Linked DNA regions of Oryctolagus cuniculus: region 2 is linked to region 1. The links are chromatin contacts, called in public Hi-C maps. All regions are on one chromosome and are shown on one strand. The core of a region is the stretch at or near the end of the contact, and the rest is flanking DNA. Distances in the headings are between cores, read along the strand shown.

The links. Hi-C and Micro-C count contacts between places; a contact is called where the count stands out from the background.
Region 2: a Hi-C map of embryonic fibroblasts shows a contact between it and region 1, with 2.3 times the contacts expected there. The contact joins the promoter of SLC23A3 here to the promoter of RESP18 in region 1. A contact is called at or near these places in 2 of 6 Hi-C or Micro-C datasets (embryonic fibroblasts and skin fibroblasts).

What each region holds. Positions count from the first base shown.
Region 1 is chr3:20,150,713-20,155,560 of mOryCun1.1, forward strand. It overlaps RESP18 (regulated endocrine specific protein 18), which reads left to right and starts at 2,077. Exons shown (of 6, transcript XM_002712494.5): 1 at 2,077-2,316; 2 at 4,115-4,219. The coding sequence starts at 2,211.
Region 2 is chr3:20,286,531-20,291,378 of mOryCun1.1, forward strand. It overlaps SLC23A3 (solute carrier family 23 member 3), which reads left to right and starts at 2,346. Exons shown (of 10, transcript XM_070071453.1): 1 at 2,346-2,381; 2 at 3,275-3,469; 3 at 3,594-3,666; 4 at 3,669-3,911; 5 at 4,666-4,718; 6 at 4,720-4,848. The coding sequence starts at 2,346. All of the region lies in intron 9 of LOC100353345 (protein CNPPD1), which reads left to right.

The DNA.
Region 1 (4,848 bases), core at 827-3,326:
TTAGAGACATCGTGCACAACGTGGATGCAAGGCTGGACCCCAACCTTTCCTTGTCTGCTGCCCTCCAGCCCTGCTCTGCTGTAGTCTTTCCCTCCTTGGGAAAGGAAGTGCCCTGTGAACCCCAGGTCTTGGCCATCTGAGGGTATTACCATCTGCATCAGAATCCCTCCCCCTCCTCCTTGGCAAAGAACAGCAGGGAGAAATTCAATGTCAGTGCACGTGTGCACGCATCCTTCTGACAGCAGTGCCCCAGGGAGCTTGAAATCGGAAAGGGGAAAGACGATCAACTACCCTTTGCTTAGCCCACGCCAAAAGCCACTCTGTCCCTTTTTCCCAGAACATTGTTCTTCTCAAAGCACATTCACACTCTGTTGCTCCTGGGCTTCAAATTATTTCTGTAAATCATTTTAAAACAGCATGTCCAGGCCGGCGCTGTGGCTCAACAGGCTAATCCTCCACCTAGCGGTGCCGGCACACCGGGTTCTAGTCCCAGTCGGGGTGCCGGATTCTGTCCTGGTTGCTCCTCTTCCAGTCCAGCTCTCTGCTATGGCCCATGAGTTCAGTGGAGGACGGCCCAAGTCCTTGGGCCCTGCACCCGCATGGGAGACCAGGATAAGCACCTGGCTCCTGCCTTCGGATCAGCGTGATGTGCCAGCCGCAGTGTGTTGGCCACGGTGGCCATTGGAGGGTGAACAGCAAAGGAAGACCTTTCTCTCTGTCTCTCTCTCTCACTGTCCACTCTGCCTGTCAAAAAAAATAAATAAACAAAAAGAGCATAACTGAAATATTCCTACCTTAATCAGGCTTCTTCAGGATTCAGATTTTCTGCCCTAAATGGAATTTCCTGCCAGAACAAACCCAACAGCCTTTAAGGAAGGCTAATGTAACTCAGTCTCCACAATGTATCAACCCTAAGTGTTCAGTATACAGCAGAGAACTACATTAAAGTGGCGGTTTGAAAGCTCATACACTAGCTTACCAATACACAGGGATAAATAAGCAGTTCCTTAGCTAGGTACTTTTATTTTTTAAAAGATTTATTTATTTATTTGAAAGTCAAAGAAGGTGAGAGAGAGAGAGAGAGAGAGAGAGAGAGAAATTCTTCCACCTGCTGATTCACTCCCTAATTGACAGCAACGGCCAGAGCTACACCTATCAGAAGCCAGGAGCCAGGAGCTTCTTCCAGGTCTCCCATGTGGGTGCAGGGGCCCAAGAAGTTGGACCATCTTCTACTGCTATCCCAAGCCATAGCAGAGAGCTGGATCGGAAGTGGAGCAGCTAGGACTCAAACTGGTGCCCATATGGGATGCCGGCAATGCAAGTGGCGGCTTTAGCCACTCTGCCACAGCGCCAGCCCCAGCTAGTTACTTCTTGTAAGGGCTCTATGAAGAGGCTGGCCTTGTGGCACAGTAGGTTAAACAGCCCTGTGACTCTGGCATCATACCATTCCATGTGAGTGCTGGTTCCAGTCCTCACTGTTCCACTTCTGCTCCAGCTCCCTGCTGATGCTCCAGTGGAGTTTCCTGGGCTCCTGGCTTCAGCTGGACCCTGCCCCAGCCCTGGGCTGCTGCTGGCATTTGGGGAATGAACCAGCGGATGGAAGCTGTCTCTTTGTGTTTCAAATAAAATGAAAATAAAGAAATATTTTAAAGGGTACAGTGGTCTGGACCCAGGGTGACGGTGCTGCAGATGGAAAAAAGTGGGTGGATGTGCTCTACATTTTCCAGATGGAACCCACATGCCTACTAAAGGCTTTTAGGCAGGTGAGGGTGAGGTAAGCATCAGGGGTAAGAATTGACTAAATTCACAGTCTGCTGTTCTCCTTGCGCAGTCCATATTGAATCCTCACAGCAAGCCCAAGAGGTAGGTACGATTCACACCCACGTCTCACATGAACCTACTTCTCTAACCCTGGGCCTAGGGGTAGAGACGGTGGTCTTTGGGGCCAAAGACCGACGCCAAAAGGGCGCAAGGCTAGAAATTGCGAGAGGTGCCAAGCGCAGGAGGCTGTAAGGAGAAGGAGGGGTTGGGGAAGAGTCCGCAGGGGCGAGGCCCGCCGCGATTGGCCGAGCCGCGGGGAAGGGCGACGCAGATCCCGCGCCGCTGGCGGGCAGGTGGGAAGCGACCGACCGCCCCGCTCAGCCCCTCCGGCCGCCGTCGCCACCTGCACTGCGACTTAGGTGGAGGAGCGAGCGCGCCGAGCTGAGAGGATGCAGCGCCCGCTGAGGTCTGGGGGCTCCGGGGGGCTGCGGCTGCTCGTCGGCCTCCTCCTGCTGAACAGCAGCCCCGGGGGCTGCGGCGACGTTAACACCCACGGTCAGGAGGAAACGGGGTGTGGGCAGGGCCGGGGGCCAGGAGGCTGGGGAAGAAAGTTTGGGGCGATGAGAAGAGATCCGCATAGAGTTCCTCCCGAAGAGGCGGCGGCTTGGGGTAGGGCTCAGCCTAGGGGCCCTGGACCTAAGAGGCGCGCCTACCGGGAGTGTGGTTTTGGGAAGGGGTCGGGAAGTCAAATGGGCAGAGATAAGTAAAAACTGGCTTATGTGACCACGGGAGAAGCGAGACGTCCGGCGAGGATAGAGAAGAGATGACCAAGGCGGTGAGGTTGTCATGGACTTGATCAGCAGGTGTCAGGGTCCTGGCTCCAGGGATAAGCCCGGGCAGACAGATGAGACAGCGTTCAGTGATCCGATTTTCAATAAGAAGAGAAAAACATCCCCCAGCCTAGAGGCGCCACCCCCACCCCACCCCCGCCTCTGCGCTGTGCAGAAGACACCGCGCTGACTCTGGTCTCGGCCGCCAGAGTGCGCAGACGCTGGAACTCCGGAGAGCGTGCAGGGAGGAGCCCACTCTCCAAGGCCCGTGTCGAGTCTCCCATCCTGGTTCTTGGGTTTAGGGGCCAGAGCAGAGGTTTTGCGGGGGCAGAGGGGAGATGGAAGACAGGGAGCGGGGGACAGCCGGGCCTCGCGGAGACGCCGAGCTCTCGTTACTGCTCCGCGTCACCGCCACGTCTCAGCACCATGGACAGCGCTAGCCAAGCTGTGGGTCCGGCCGAAGGCGCCTCTAGGTCGTCGTGTTTTCCTGCCTGCACTGGGAGCGCGGCGTCATAGTACCATCTCCCTTTCCTGAAGCTTTTCCCCTTCTGGGCGGGGTGCTGGAGGCTCCAGGACATTATTAGCCATCAGGTCTTTTCTTAAGACGTGTCCAGAATAACTCAAGACAATTCCACTACAGAGAAAAACGGACTGCCCTTCCCATTGCAACACACATCCCTCCTACGCGTACTAGGGAATTCAAATAACTGTGAATGAAAAATATGTAAGAAAAAATCGCTGTTGTGCTAAAGAAACTATATTCCTTGTCATTATTCCCTAAATAATACTTTAACAGCTATTTACATAGCGTTTATGTTGTATACTTAGATATTACAAATAATCAAGAGATGATTTAAAGCATATGGGAGCATTGCACAGGTTGTATACAAATACAATGCCATTTTCCATGACAGACTTGAGCATCCACGGATTTTAGTATTGGAGGGAAGGGGCTCTGGAAGCAATTCCCTAAAGATATTGAGGGATGACAAAGGTACTTAGAAGAGTTCATGGAAAATGGGATGGAAATATAAACATGACTTGGGTGCAGAATTTTTTTTTAAATCTGCGCATAAGTTTCTCATAATGTACATTTTCTATAAAGTTTTTCTAAGGATTCCAATCCTCCTCCGTAACGCCCCTCCCCCCAGGCTTCAAAGATAAAACTCACCTGGCTCCCATAACCATCTATCCATCTATCTGTCCCATGTGGGTAGCTTTCTGAGCCTCTGTTTACCTGACCCTCCATGGGCAGCTCTACGTGCACATGGCTCTTACCTGGAAGTTGGTCCCAAAGCTGAATGAGGCTTCAGGGCTGAAGAACAAGAAAAGTGGTAGTGGGAGATGAGAAAATGAAATGAAAAAAATGAAGACTTGAAGATAGAAAAGGGCCCTGGTGAGGTGGGGGAGGGGAGGAGAAGAGACCAGGGGCTCCAAGAGTACCAGTGGAGGGAAGCTGCTTCAACTGGGATTTGGAAGGCTTTGGGCCAAACTCCATGCTGACACCACTATCTTGCCTTTAGATGGTCAGGGCCAAGTTGGAGCAGGGCAGCTCTGGTCCCTCCAAGGATTCACCACTCCAGTCTTCTGGCACCTACAAGTTGTACTCCAGCAGATTGTACCCCAGGGTAAGTAAGAGCTAGAGAACAGAGGTTGAGACCTGGAAAGATATGGGGAAATGGCAATGAGGGACTCTGAACTAATCATGGGACTTCTTTTCCCCAAATGTCTCTGCTTGAAACTTTTTGTCCTACTCACCTCCTGAAGGAGGGGGTAAGACAGGCATATAGGTGGAGTATGGATGGGTGGGCTGTTTGCCCTTGAACACACTAAAGAGCCCAAGAAGATACTTCTAGAAGAAACCCCAAAAGAGGCCAGCATGAAACCCCTTAGGACCTAGACCCAATCCCCAACACTGAGTTCTTCCAGAGCCAGGACTCAAGTTCTCTGCTGGGAGCTCACACTTCACTCTCTGAGCAGGAACCAGGGAAAACTGTATAAGAAATAGAGGAGAGGATAAAAGGCAGTGGAGAGTCCATTAAGACAGATGGCTGACTCTTCCTTAGAGCAGTTTTATGAATGAGGGTCAGGAAGAGTGAAGTAGGAAATCTGCTTTGAGTTCACATTGTTACTACCAATGCCATGCATGCGTGTGTGTGTGTGTGTGTGTGTGTGTGTGTAGTGCCTTAGAGCAGTAGTCTTATAAGCGAATCCTGGACCAGCAGTATCAGCACCACCAGGGAAAATTATTGGAAGT
Region 2 (4,848 bases), core at 1,096-3,595, 140 kb after region 1:
TGGAGCCCTGCATCCCTTCTCCTGTGCCACAGTGCCTGCCGTCACCTGCTAACATCTCCAGCTGCCTGGGAGGCGACATGGGGCTGCGTTCACTCTGGGGCAGTCTTCTGGCCCCACTGGCTCCTCCGCCGCTGCCTCCCCCTGACCCCCCTGCCCCTCCCACTCTTCTCCATAATTGCCCCCTTTGCCAGAAGCTCCAGAAAGACTCCCCCACTTGCCATGCCTGCCACGATCCCAACCATACGGTCCCCACTGGGCCACCCAGCACTTGGTACCACACTCATGGCCTGGCTCCATCCTGGCCCTGGAGCCCAGTCCCTCCTCCACTCCCCCAGCCCCAGCAGTGTTCGCTTTTCAGTGTCATGGAGCTGGCCCGCCTCAAATCTTTCATTTTCCCAGGCTAGGAAGGGCTCCGAGGAATGCCTAAAGAGGATTTGGGAGTCTCTGAGAACCTGGAGCAGCAAAGCTTGATTTACACGCTCTCTACCTCTCTGGGTCCTTGGCTGGTCCCCTGTCCTCCTGGGTAGGAGCTTAAGGGGTTGTTGGGCAGAAGGACTAAAGGTCGTTAGGTTGTTCGCTCCTAGACCTCAGAGGCTGGCTGCTTGGCCAGCCAGTGTTGTGCCAGGGAAAGCTTCGGCTCGGTGACCACAGGCACGTCACAGATGGACAGAGGAGACGCTGCAGTTTCTGCCCCCCCACCCCGGGCTCTTCTAGAAGTCTGCTTTTGAGTTCCCTAGGATGAAAGGAGCAGTGTGGGAAATGGGGGAGGTGGGGTGAGGGGAGGAAGGAAACATTGACCTGAGCCTGTGTGATGTCCCGAAGGCAGGAGAGCCGGGGACTGATGGGGCCAGGGTGGGAGCTGCTAGGGGAGGTCTGAGTGAGGTGGGCCCCTCGCTATACCCGCCCCTTGGGTGTAGTCTAAGGGAGCCAAGGACTGCTGGGACCTTTAATCTTGACCTTTTGTCTTCCAACCTTATTGCCGCACTCCTAGGCTTCCCTCTCTTCTGGTCTTTTCCGGGGTGATCTGTCCACAGCCGTCTCTGGCTGCCGCTTTTTATCTGGGTTTTTCACGCTTTTGTAGAACTGAGGTTTCAATAAACAGTCTGAGTTGCATGGCCTGCCTTTTCCTTCTGCAGCAGCCCTTGAAGAATTTTCCTGCCCGTACCTGCCTTCCCCACCCCTCACCCCTCCACTTCCTGATCTCGTCACCTTGCAAATCCTTTTCCCTGAGCCCCTTTCAGAACCCCTCTATTGTCTGACATCAGTCAGAGGTTCCCATTTTTTTCCCTCTTTTTTAGCATTCTATTTTTATTTCTCTGAAAGAGTTATCCTGAGAGGGAGAGGGAGAGATCTTCCATCCACTGGTTCACTGCCCAAATGGCTGTAACAGCCAGGGCTGGGCCAGACTGAAGCCAGGAGCCAGGAGCTTCTTCTGGGTCTCCTGTGTGGTTACAGGGGTCCAAGCACTTGGGCCATCTTCCAGTTTTCCCAGGTGCATTAGCAGGAAGCTGGATCAAAGGTGGAGCATTGGGGACTGTAACCGGCATCGATATGGGATGGTGGCACCACAACACCGGCCCCCAGAGGTTCCTATTTCAAACTTGCTCTCGTCCCTGCTTCCGCCACCCTGGGGCCCCAGTGCTGTTCCACTTGGGATGCCATGGAACATAAGTGGTGACTGTCCCATGCCTGGGGCTGGCCTTGTTGAATGTTCTGGATAGCACCATCCTTGGATCCTTAGGGAGCCAAGCCCTGTATCCAGCAGAGTGCCCTGGGCTCCTTAGGGGCAGGCCACCTTGTATCCTGACGTCCTCACTGATCTGACACATGGTAGAAGGTGGTGGTGTTAGAGGAACTCCGAAGCTGGTGCTCGCTGGAGGAAGGAAAACTGGGCGTCTGGGGCTGCCAATGGTCGTCCACTGCAGAGGTGGCACTGCCCTCTAGGGGGCATTTTGGCCATTGTTTGATTGTCACAAGGATTGGTGGTGGGGTCGTGTGGTCAGCCTGAGCAGGATGCTGGATAGCCCGAGGTGCTCAGGAACCCCGTCTTTATGATAAGTTCACAGCTTTCTATGAAGACAACTTTCAAATGACTGGCCGGTCACCATGTATGTGAAAACCCTGTACAGGTTTGTCTGAGCCTAGAATTTCCACATGTCAAGTCATCTTTGTACCTTCTGAAAAGGACTGCGGTTACCACATACATACCTCCCTGGAAATCAAAACTACTCATTTTGATCAGCACTTTGCTCACTGGTTTGGAAAATCTGCCCACCAGCGTCAGCACTGCTCCCGGCAGCTGAGTCCCCAGTCAAGCACCAGTGTCCACTGGCATCGCTGCTGTCATGTCCATGGTCATTCTGCATTTCGCTGTGGCGATTGTACTGCTACATTGTCTTCTGGTTTGTGCTCAAACTTTCACATTTTGCAATACAAGTTACTAAAAATTCTATTTCTGCATGTTACAATGAAAACATTTACAGAGTCACAGCTGTGATGGTCACACTGATGCGGTGTGATGCAGTGTATTCTTTTTAACATTAATTATTTGAAAGAGTTATACAGAGAGAGGCAGAGATAGAGACAGAGAGGTTTTCCTCATCCACTGGTTCACTCCCCAGTTGGCCACAACGAATAGAGCTGCACCGATCCAAAGCCAGGAGCCAGGAGCTTCTGCCAGGTCTCCCACGCAGGTGCAGGATCCCAAAGAGTTGGGCCATCTTCTGTTTTCCCAGGCCATAGCAAAGAGCTGGTTCGGAAGTGGAGCAGCTGGGACTCGAACCAGCGCCCATATGGGATGCTGGCACGGCAGGCAGCGGCTTTACCTACTATGCCACAATGCCAGCCCACTTCCCCCCACCGTTGAGTTTCATTTTGAGCCAGCCCGTGGGGCCTGGTCCCAAAAGGGTTAAGAATTGTGGATGTAGCAATGATGGTTCTGGTGGTGGGAGGAAACAGAGTACAAAACCTCCCCAGGGCACCTCTCCTCCCCTGTCCCCTCCACACTGCACCCCCTTCCCAGAGACTGGTCTAAGAGCAGAGAATCTGGATAAAGATTCTTGGGGGAGGGGTCCAGAGCGCAGCTCCCGGGTTAATGGCTGATGGGATTTGCACAAGAGCTGGGCAAAGGTGAGAGGGCCCTGTCCTGCCCCAAATGCCTCATCCTTATGCTGCTCCGCTTTGTTGACACCCCTACCCTCTCTACACCCTCAGGGAGCTAAATTCACCCAAATGCTAAACTCTTCTTACTCTTCCTAACTCTGGCCCCAGATAGCCAAGACAAGACCACAGACAGGGCAGCCTGAGCCGATCACCCCCCCACCCCCATCTCACCCAAGTCCAATCCACAGACTCCCGGGGTGCCCTGGCTCCCCTGACATTGCCTCCTCCCCAGAATCCCTCCTTGCACTCTTGGGTCTCCTGGAGTGGGCCTTGCCCCTGTCGTCTCAGCTGGCTTCTGGCTCTGCAGGTAGGAGGTAGAGGTGCAGGAGGTGGTGCTGCTGGCCAAAGCAGGTGTGGCACGTGATCCCCTCTGGAATCAGGTGCCTCTGCCCTTTTCTGAAGACTGCTCCTCCCCGTTCCTCTATCCGCAGCATATCTTGGTCCTGGCTTCTCTGCCCTGTGCCTCCCACCTGCTCCTGCTTCACAGTCTCCTTCCTGGAGGACTCCCTACTCCCCTTCTCAGCTCCTGGCCTCCAGCTTCTTTTCATGTGGGGTGTTGACCATTCTGCAAGCTTGGCTGGACAGTAGGTGAGGGGCCGGGATCCTGGGGTGGAGGAGAGGCCTGGGGTCCTGTTAGCTGCCACATGTTTCCTTAGAGTTCCTTATCCCTGCTCTGCTGCTGACCAGACAGAAGCTACCTCTGGTCATCCAGACACGTGGAAACTGAGTGCATAGAGCAAGGACAAGGGGTAGGGTGGGCTTTGGTGCTCATCTGAGCATACAGGTATAAGTGGGTGCAGGATAGACGTTGGACAGTGGTGGCCAGGCACCAGCTAGCATGAAAGAGCAATAGGTCTCCATCCCATTTCCTTTGTTCTCCATGCTCCTAACTCCTCCCAGCCTGCTTTGCGCTGCACCTATGTAGGGGCCCTGGTGGCCATGGTCTGGAGCTCTGGGGAGTGGAAGCAGGAGAGTTAAAGGTGGTGCTGGGCCAGGGGAGGCTATTTTCTTTTCTTCTTTTTTTTTTCAAATATTTAGATTTTAAAAAAAGATTTCTTTATTTGGAAGTCAGAGTTACACACAGAGAGAAGGGGAGGCAGAGAGAGAGAGAGAGAGAGAGCAAGGTCTTCCATCTGCTGGTTCACTCCCCAATTGGTTGCAATGGCTGGAGCTGCACTGATCTGAAGCCAGGAGCCAGGAGCTTCTTCTAGGCCTCCCACATGGGTGCAGGGGCCCAAGGACTTGGGCCATCTTCTACTGCTTTCCCAGGCCATAGCAGAGAGCTGGATTGGAAGTGGAGCAGCCAGGACTCAAACCAGCGCCCATATGGGATGCCGACACTGCAGGTGGACGGCCCTGAGGAGGCTATTTTCATCAGGCAGGGATTGAGATGCTCTGGGGGAAGGGGTCACAGGAAGGACCCCTCCCGGGGTTTAGTTAGGAAGTCTCAGCTGAGGTGAACTTGGCTGAGCAGAAACTCTTCTCCCCCTCCACTCCACCAAGTGTCAGGGGCAGTGGTGGTATCCGGGCTGCTGTAGGGTGCACTGGGATTGCTGGGTGTGGGGGGGTCCTGGCTGCATGTTCCCCCACTGTGGACCCCTGGTGCTGGCCTCCAGCCCGGTTGTGGCAGGGCGCTGTGCCCACAGGGAGTTGGCTCAGTTCTGCTCTGCTCACTGGGAACTGACC